Linked DNA regions of Mus musculus: region 1 is linked to region 2. Evidence: chromatin contacts called from public Hi-C data. All regions are on one chromosome and are shown on one strand. The core of a region is the stretch at or near the end of the contact, and the rest is flanking DNA. Distances in the headings are between cores, read along the strand shown. Region 1 overlaps Sgip1 (SH3-domain GRB2-like (endophilin) interacting protein 1). Region 2 overlaps Pde4b (phosphodiesterase 4B, cAMP specific).

The links. Hi-C and Micro-C count contacts between places; a contact is called where the count stands out from the background.
Region 1: a contact with region 2 is called in a Hi-C map of rod photoreceptor, with 2.2 times the contacts expected there. The contact joins two enhancer-like sites. A contact is called at or near these places in 7 of 484 Hi-C or Micro-C datasets (the 63-12 cell line, cerebellum, embryonic stem cells and 3 more).

Annotation. Positions count from the first base shown.
Region 1 is chr4:102,852,728-102,857,203 of GRCm38.p6, reverse strand. Sgip1 (SH3-domain GRB2-like (endophilin) interacting protein 1) reads right to left here. Exons shown (of 26, transcript NM_001285852.1): 2 at 4,258-4,321. Among named protein-coding and RNA genes, the nearest start is that of Sgip1, 95 kb to the right of the region's middle. Within about 2 kb of position 1,768, at least 58 of the 459 cell types and tissues checked have an H3K27ac peak or open chromatin away from gene starts, as enhancers often do. A contact at or near this core is called in rod photoreceptor, where this site is marked.
Region 2 is chr4:102,492,214-102,497,017 of GRCm38.p6, reverse strand. All of the region lies in intron 2 of Pde4b (phosphodiesterase 4B, cAMP specific), which reads right to left. Among named protein-coding and RNA genes, the nearest start is that of Gm52668, 21 kb to the left of the region's middle. Within about 2 kb of position 3,032, at least 40 of the 459 cell types and tissues checked have an H3K27ac peak or open chromatin away from gene starts, as enhancers often do. A contact at or near this core is called in rod photoreceptor, where this site is marked.

The sequences.
Region 1 (4,476 bases), core at 519-3,018, 360 kb before region 2:
GGGAGGCAGAGGCAGGTGGATCTCTGTGAGTTTGAGGCCAGCCTGGTCTACAGAGTGAGTTCCAAGACAACCAAGGCTACACAGAAAGACCCTGTCTTGAAAAACAAGCAACCCTCTCCCCCCACCAAAAAAAAAAAAAAGAGAAAGAGGAGGAAGAGGAAAAAGAGAAGAAGAGAAGGAGGAGGAAGAGAGAAAAGAGAGGAGGAGGAGGAGGGAAGATCTTCAGGGAGCGATGTGAGCTATGGGAGAGCCCCAGTATGTGAGTTAGAAGTGTGAGGACTAATAGAGAAAATACAAAGGAAGAGACTCAGGAAAAGAGATGGAAAAGCCTGTTCAGGCAAGATTCAGACCAAAAGGAACTATATAAGAGAGATGAAAAGGTGTGAATTAAAATAACAAAGAAAATTAAAATGAAATGGGAAGTATACCACTAGCTTGTACTTTTCTTAGGTGGGATAACATGGCTGCCCCCATTCCTTTGTTAGTTTTTTTCTTGTAGCTGTCCCTACAGATGGGGAGTGAGGTCCTGTTCTCAGTGATCCAGACAAGTTGGACTTAGATGTCCCCCCTTGTGAGTGAGTGAGCGTCTGTGCTGGGGACAGCTTTCTGTTAGAATGTCCTAATGGGGGACGATGGGGGCTGCAAGCCATCTAATCCCATCTCTTCCCGGTGTGCTTGGAAAGCCTGCTTTCCATTCAGGCATTAGTGTTGAGGGGGCGCTGGCAGGCTTGTGTTTACCTCTGTGGCTGGACATTCTTTTCCTTTGTGATTCCTGGCCCCTTCCCTGATGAGTGACCCACAAAGTCTGAAAATGCATTCACGGGCTGGGCAGGACCGGGCCTGGGTCAGCACAGTTCTTGTGTTCCCATGCTGCTGTTCATCTATGGTCTTCCACACATTCTCCGGGACAGCCACATGCCGTGCTTGCAGAAGACTGCAGCTTTAGGCTCCCGCTGGTGACTCAAAGCAGCTCTCTGTGTGTGGGTGCTAGCTGATGGCTGCTTCAGGCTGCTTCCAGTCGGAGGATTCTGTGGATCTCGTTGGCTTTTGCTTCTTTCTATATACTGCCTTTCTTTCCTTTTGTGCACACTCTCCAGCTGCCCTACCATCCCCTCTGTGAGTTTCTGACGTTTCTCTATTCTTTCTCTTTCAGAATTAGACAGACGGGTTCTTCACCAGGACACACAGAGGCAGCTTTTAATTCGCCATTTTCTACACAATGCCAAATTTATACTGCATTCCATAAGAGAACCAATCAAGCCTTAGACCTGTATTTCATTTTAATAAGTTTTCTTCTTTTCTTAATGAGATACTTTATATTGGATAAATTCTATTTTAAACCTCGTTATTCATCATCTTTGTGTGGCCTCTAATTTTAAATGTTGGTTTCCTGGAACGGTTGCCATTTCTCTTTAATGGTCTGTCTGGGTTACAGATCTTTCCCGTCTTTTCTAGAGCAGGGTTCTGTTCTCAGCCTTGCTTACATCAAGGCCTTCTGCAACTTGCTAACCCCGGCTGGCACTGATGTCTCATCTCTAGAAGTGAGGTATTGTTACTGACCTTATTGAATTATGTGAAAATGAAGGATAACAGGGCAGTCACATATTCTGCCACTTAGCAAGGCTCTCCCTCCCTTCCTCTCTCTATCAGCCTCTCTAATGATGATCAAATCAGGAAGCTCTGGTTTTTGCCCCACTCTCTCTGAGGAGGTTCAATCAGTTGAAGTTGATGCTGGCTGCTACCCTAGCGTTGCCTAGCAACCCTAAGCAGGTTGCAACAATTCTGAAAAAGGCCCGGCACCAACAAGGTCTCACTGATTGCAGGCTAATATAAGGATTATCTAAAGCTGGAGGGACAGCACACTGCCCGAGCGTTCTATGAACCCTTTTGTGTGGATGGTTCCTTCTCCAAGTATGATCCATGATTCAATTTGAGAACAGGGGTTCATGAAAACAAAAGCTTTCCCAAGACAGCCTGTCCTTTAGCCATCGCTGTTGGGGGGAGCCAGGTTATTAATTTGCTCTCCTGTAAGTAATTCTGTACTCAAGAGAAGTTAAGTAAAGACACTTGAGACTCTATAAAGTAATGCCTCATTAGAAGACCTCAGAGAGACGGGACATCTGAGGCAAAGGTGTGAGGAATAACTTACTTTAATAGACTTGGCAATGGGAAAGAAAGGCTTTGGCCACATACAAATTAGCTGAGCTTGCCCTGGGGCTCATTTAGCCCCCCTCCTACTCTCTCTTTTTCTCTCCCACTCTCTTTTCTTCTCCCTCTCCCTTTCCATCTCTTTGCCACCCTCCCCCCCGCCCCCAGGTGTGGCCGACTGCTCAGTGTGTGGCCTTCTAGGGGACCTGGACGTCACCTCATAGAAAGCTCATTGTCCCAGGTAAGGAAACTGAGGCCAAGTAACGAACTGCATGATTTCCAAGTTCTGAAGACTCTCCTGACTGAACTGGGGCAAGAACACAGACAGGTATCCAAGGGAGAGTAAGGGATGTTATTTTATTTTGATGGTTAATATTTAGAAAATGGCAAACTTATCAAGAAGCATTATAAAGTATTAGATGCTCAGGAAAAAAAATATTCCTAACTTAATCATTTAGAAATTGCTTCAGGACCACAGTAAACGTAATTTCCAAGAAATATTTACCAAAAGAGGAAGCGTCAACTGTAACAACTGAGTTAACATCTAGCATCTACACAGAAAGGTAAGCTCCCTTCTCAGTGCCTCACATCTCTGGTTTACATTTCAGGGGTCCAAGGTGACCCACTGCCAAGGATGGATGGCCCTCAGCTTATGATTTAAGGCCCTTCCTGTTTTACCACATCCACTTTCCATCCTGGCCTCCCGAGACCACATTTACCAACGGCTCGCGGGCGTGTGACACTGTCTGGCCCTGTCCTGATGCCCGATACCTTTCCCACCTCTCTGCCTTTGCTTTTTTCATTCCATTTGTGTGAAAGAAAGCCCCTCACCTTTTAGAAAGCTAGACTCAATGTCCTCCTGCCAGGAAGCATCAGGCCAAATGTGGCCTTTCTTACCTTCAACTTTCTCTGAAATTCCATGGGAATTGCTCACGAGGAACTCATCACTGCCAGTTTATACCAGTCAGGAGAGTCGTCAGAGCTGATGCTTATTAAATATGAAGGAGCCCACTAGGCACTTTACCCGGTGCCTTTAGATGCAGGAAATACTTTTTAATTTGTGTAATACTTTATTGACTCAATTTTATATTCTTGCATGGAAGGACACAAGAAAATGCTAACTGTCCTATGATAAGATTTATATTTAATTAAAGTGAAAATTAAAGGCTTGAAGATGGAACTAATGAATTGTGTTCACCTCTTCACACATAGCTGTGATTTTTCTAGATTGTTCTTTTTCATGTACGCTGGGTGAAGGATTCTGCTGGATTCCATTCTGATGGAACCGAATGGAATCTCAGAGCGGCAGGCCTTCGCAGACCTGCAGTTCACCTTACAGCCAGCTGTAGCTGCTTGCTGCTGCTCTCCTCTCACTGAGCTAGACCGAGAGTCCATGCTCCCGGCCAGGGATGATGTTACTAAAATTTTGTGTCAGGGCCAGCTTCAAAATGAACACTCAATATGGTTAAATAAGAACCAAGTGAACGTGTTATGCTACTAGCACTCTCCAGGGTCTACTCTCCCGGGGGACACAGAGAGTCCAATTTCTTGGGCAGGATCACTTAGCTACATCAAAGCAAGCCTATATTTGTTTTGGCATTGGTTTCTTTCTGGCAGTGAAATGAACTGAGCTTCCTGTCCATACGGTTCTGCCTGCCCAGTCTTAGGATCTCAAATAAGAGCTTTGGGGTGTCATCTAGGGGTTGTGTTAGGGTGAATCTGCCTACATAGGTATTATGTTATTCTCTTGGGATCTCATACAGATAGCTCTGGAAGTGTAACTGGGTGTTTTTTTAGTTTTTCTTTTTTTACTTCTACAAATGAAATAATCACATTTTCTGCCCCTCTGCTTGGAAGTAACAGACTAGATATGAGACAGTGAAAATACATGATAAAAAATTTTGAATCTGTGATGAATAATGTCTACCTTTTAAAGGCACAAATCTAAGTATCTATGACGAACAGTGGCAGTTGACCCAGAAATGGGGAAAGCCCAGAAAACCAAACAAATGAGCATCCGCTCTCAGAAGAGCCTTTGGGGCAGGCCCTCTTTAAACCAACATCAGTGACTTAGACTGAAGCCAGTGGGGCAAACTCTAAGGTACATACGTAGAGTCAGTGTCTTTTTCTTTCTTCCGTATTCCAAAGGCCTTCCTTGTACGTTTTTTCAGTCCTGTGGTTAAAAAAACAAAACAAAACAAAACAGCAAATGGTCAGAAAACAACCAGCAGAGCAAGTGAATGTATCAGGGAAGGTTCAGCCAGACCTGGTACAGTGGACACTGCTCTAGCGCCCCAGAGGCTGGGGCATTTCTAATCCAGGGCCCCT
Region 2 (4,804 bases), core at 1,783-4,282:
CGCTTGGGACCAGTGAAACTATGTTTGCAGCAACGCACTTTCCGTGCGCTGGCATCTGCTCCCTTAATCTGCTAAAGACTGCCTTCAGCAAGCTCTCAGCTGAAGGTTTGGGAAACCGCATTAGCCACCATCACCAAATTAGGTTAATTTGCTGGCACCCCGTGAATCAGCAACATGGAAGCTGATGGCAGTGAACTCCCCTCCCTGTCTGGCCTACCTCCTCTGTCCTCTACCATCACAGCAAAGGTGGCCCTTCCTTCATGGTCATGCGAGGGTACCCTGCAATAATTAAACACCTTCCGGGTACCAGGCACCATGCAACGTTGGGTTTCAGAGCGGAAGAGCACGAGTGTCCATGTCTACCCTTCTCTGATATGGGCTTTAGCAAAGTGCCTTGTTAGTGTGGCGGTCTCCACCCTCGTCTTTAGTCAGGCATTCTCTGAAACGCTTCGAAGGCCCAGTTTGAACAGTGATAAGAACCAGAAAGGGAACTGGCAAGCAGTAAGCATTCTTTATGTGATTGGCTGTTGTGTGTTGGCAAGCAGTAAGCATTCTTTATGTGATTGGCCGCTGTGTGCACTGGTACATTTACTATTGGCCGTGCAGCTGTGAGGCAAGCACATCGCAGGTGCTATCAAGTCAGTAGCCGCTACCTAGCACTTAGCTGGGCCTCTTTGCTCCCCAAGATCTGTGCTTTTGACACAATACTTGTGATTTTATGATGGCATATGATGACCCAGTTGGCAAAGCAAATTATGCAGAAGCCACAATCTTGCAAATAAAAACGTAATGAAGGAGATCGAAAAATGCACACAAACACAGAAAGAAATACACACAGTGGGTACTGAGTGGGAGCATGAATGAAATACTGAATACCAAAAGAGAGATTAACTCTAGATTAGTGGAAGTAAGAAGGGCTTGGCTGAGTCAGTAGTGTCTGAGATGGGCTTTTAGAGGCAGGGGTGTACTCGGTAAGAAGGCAGAGAGGATAGATGCTACTAATGAGAGAAATGGTTACGGCAGAGAGTTTCACATGGAAAAACAGTGAATAAAATCATTGGCGGCTATAGGAAAACATTTACTGTAGGCATGTGTAGAGAATAAGGTTGAAAGCCTATGATGTTGTGATTAACTTCACAGGACCAGGTAAGCCAGGGAGGGAGTTCAGTGAAGGGTGGGGGGGGGGGGGTGGTGGTGGTGAGATAGACAAGCCAAGAATGTGTTTTTTAAAAAATAAAATAAAAAACGTCGTGGTTGCTGAGGGGCAGGACTTCAGGGAGAGCCCTGGGAGCACCGCTGAGAGGGTTACTGGCAATGAGAAAGAGGAGATGCGGCCAAGAAGGGAACAGGAAATGATGCATTGAAGAGACGCCAGGGATCTTGTTAGAATTCAGCATTTGCTTGCATAAGGAAATAGTATTTTCAAAAAAAAAAAAAAAAAAGAGCATCTGAGAAAATAGTCATGAGAAAAACAAAAAAAAAAAGTGCAGAGGACTTGGGAATTTTCATGGGACCCATGGAGCTTTAGGGTACATGCTGAGTTTAAGGTGATCAGGGTCACCCAGGTGGCACTACGGACTAGGATGGTGGTGTTAACAAGGGATTGATACTACAGAGTTAGGCTTCGCCAAGGCGGGAGGGAGAGCTATGGTGGGGGGATGACTTTGTTCATGGCAGTATCTGTAGTTAAGGAGGCCAGAGGAGAGGCTCAGGGGTTTCAGAAAGGGACTAAAAGCAGAGAGAATAAAAATGGAGTCAGAAATGATTGTTAGAAATGGCATGTGGTAACTTGCACCCCAACTGCCTGCATTTTCATATGGCAAACGTCCAGATGGGTGAAAGATCTTCCTGTCCAGATTTTCGAGATAAAGCTGACATAGTTCATAATATGCAAGGGTGAGTTGGAGCCCAGGGAAATTGATTCAGAGTTATGCAGATCTTCAGTGACCCTGGATATCTGGTGTTTAATTACGGAATGGAAGTCAAGTCATTTAGGGAGACAGACAGTGCAACACACACTGAGCTGGGTGTCAAATCATCCAATAAGACACAGGCATATCAACTCACATGGAGCTGATGTGGGGCAAGTGATCTGGAGAGGGAGTATGACTATAGAAATTCACAATTAAAGAGGGTGCACAGCACAGCACAGCACAGCACAGCACAGCGCAGCTCAGCACAGCACACTACAGCACAGCACAGCACAGCACAGCGCAGCACAGCACAGCACAGCACAGCGCAGCACAGCCCAGCGTAGCCCAGCGCAGCCCAGCGCAGCCCAGCGCAGCCCACCGCAGCCCAGCACAGCCCAGCCCAGCACAGCACAGCACAGCACAGCACAGCACAGCACAGCACAGCACAGCACAGCACAGCACAGCACAGCACAGCTCAGTACAACACAGCACAGCTCAGTACAACACAGCACAACACAGCATAACATAGCATAGCCCAGCCCAGCCCAGCCCAGCCCAGCCCAGCCCAGCCCAGCCCAGCCCAGCCCAGCGCAGCGCAGCCCAGCGCAGCCCAGCGCAGCCCAGCGCAGCCCAGCACAGCACAGCACAGCTCAGCACAGCACAGCACAGCACAGCACAGCTCAGCACAGCTCAGTACAACACAGCACAACACAGCATAACACAGCATAGCCCAGCCCAGCCCAGCCCAGCCCAGCCCAGCCCAGCGCAGCGTAGCACAGCACAGCACAGCTCAGCACAGCACAGCACAGCACAGCACAGCACAGCACAGCACACACAGCACAGCGCAGTGCAGCGCAGCGCAGCACAGCACAGGGCAGCACAGCACAGCACACACAGCACACACAGCACAGCACAGCACAGCACAGCACAGCACAGCACAGCACAGCACAGCACAGCACAGCACAGCTCAGCACAGCACAGCACACACAGCACACACAGCACAGCACAGCACAGCACAGCACAGCACAGCACAGCACAGCTCAGCACAGCACAGCACAGCACAGCACAGCACAGCACAGCACAGCTCAGCGCAGCTCAGCACAGCTCAGTACAACACAGCACAACACAGCACAGCACAGCATCAGCAAAGCTTTCCCAGGGGACTTCCTTTTGGAGTTCTGACAGCAGGATATTCAGAAACTTTGCGGGGAGGGAGGAGGTATATTGGCAGATCACCTGCACTGGCTCTGTAAGATCGTTAGAGTGACTAACCTAATGCTGTAGGTCAAATAATAGCCAATAGAGATATAAGCAGATGTAGAGCAAGTATCAAGGAAGAAACTAAGTAAAATGAAACAAACAAACAAAAAATCTAGATTACAAAACTATTTTGAAATCATAATATGTTATTTTGTAAGTTAAGAATAGACTTCAATTGCAATAGAAAAATATTTGACTATGGAAACTGATTGATTGATTGATCGATTGACTGGTTGATTTCCCAGCTCACTGGAGAAAGCAGTTTAAGCATCTCAACAGCAAAGTGGAATTTTCAGAACTGTTACACAAGCACCCTCTAGTGACAGAATTGGAACATTACACCCTTACAAACTAACTTGAGGACTCCCAAGTATGGAATGACATCTTGCAATTGGATCTTGGAATTGAGTGTGTAGGTCATATCTTAACCATGAAATGGCTTTTTAAAATGCAATAAAAAATGCTGATTCTTACCACCATACTCTGAGTTTTAACTTACTCCCCATTTCTCTGTTTCATTACAATATGTGGAATTGTCTTGCACTAATAGTTGCCTTGAGCCTGTCTTCTACAGATTAGAACTGCAGTCATTGGAAGCACACCTACTGCCTCTGGCCAGTGTTGTCTTGTTTCTAAGATAGTATTATCATCCATGAGAGTTAAACAAGCTGTGTCTTAACTTCTTCATCTGCATACGGGGTTCTGTGAGCAATGAGGTAGCCCTCAGTAGTGGATCTTTATTATGGTAATTAGGCAGTTGCCTGCCTGTCTTCTGCCTCTTTAAGATTTGTATGACTGGCCCTATTGCAGTCTGTACAACTTATGTTTCTATTGTATAGTATAGTTACAAAATGCTTTCACGGACATTGCTGTGTGTAACAGACGGAAGAGCCTAATCGTTAATGAACGATGTTAATTCCAGATGCAGCATGCTGGCCCGGTGGAAAGCTTTTCTCTGCCTCATCCCACAAGCATCCACTAAGCCCTGTCAGGCAATTTGCAAATATTTATTAATTGCCCACCAAGCCTTCACTGCTGTCAGTCCATGCTCTTGAGATTATATGCACAGGAGGCCACAGTTGCCCCTAGCTGCTTGCTTAGTTAGGTTCTCTAGTGTTGTCTTTCTTTCTGAAGGTGTTAATGCTACTAACTCTCAAGCTCCTGAGATGGTTTGCAAACCAGACACCTCTTGATGGTCTCCCTACAGGATGTTTTGAAGCACTGCTCACCTGCAGCTCGCAAAACAGCTCATAGGCCTTTCACTACAAGGGGGCTGTTGCCTCACCGGCCTCAGCCCTCCCTCCACAGTCCTTCTAGCTAGAAAGCTAGGTAGAGCAGCCTTCTCCAGCCTACCCTCCAGCCTACCTAGTCTTTTTACTTCAGCCGAATCTCCTCCAATAGGCCGTTCACCCAGCCTAGCCAGGCTTTCTAAAGTGCTGTACAAGCCTCTCTAGTGTTGTCTTTCTTTCTGAAGGTGTTAATGCTACTAACTGACTTATATATCCTTTAGGTTTATGAAGGCACAGGAAGTGTCTTATTTATTCACAAAATGTTTATATTTAAGTACATACTCACTAAAAGAAAGAGTGAACATGTTAATAGCTGGAAGGTAGGCATATCATTGATAAATC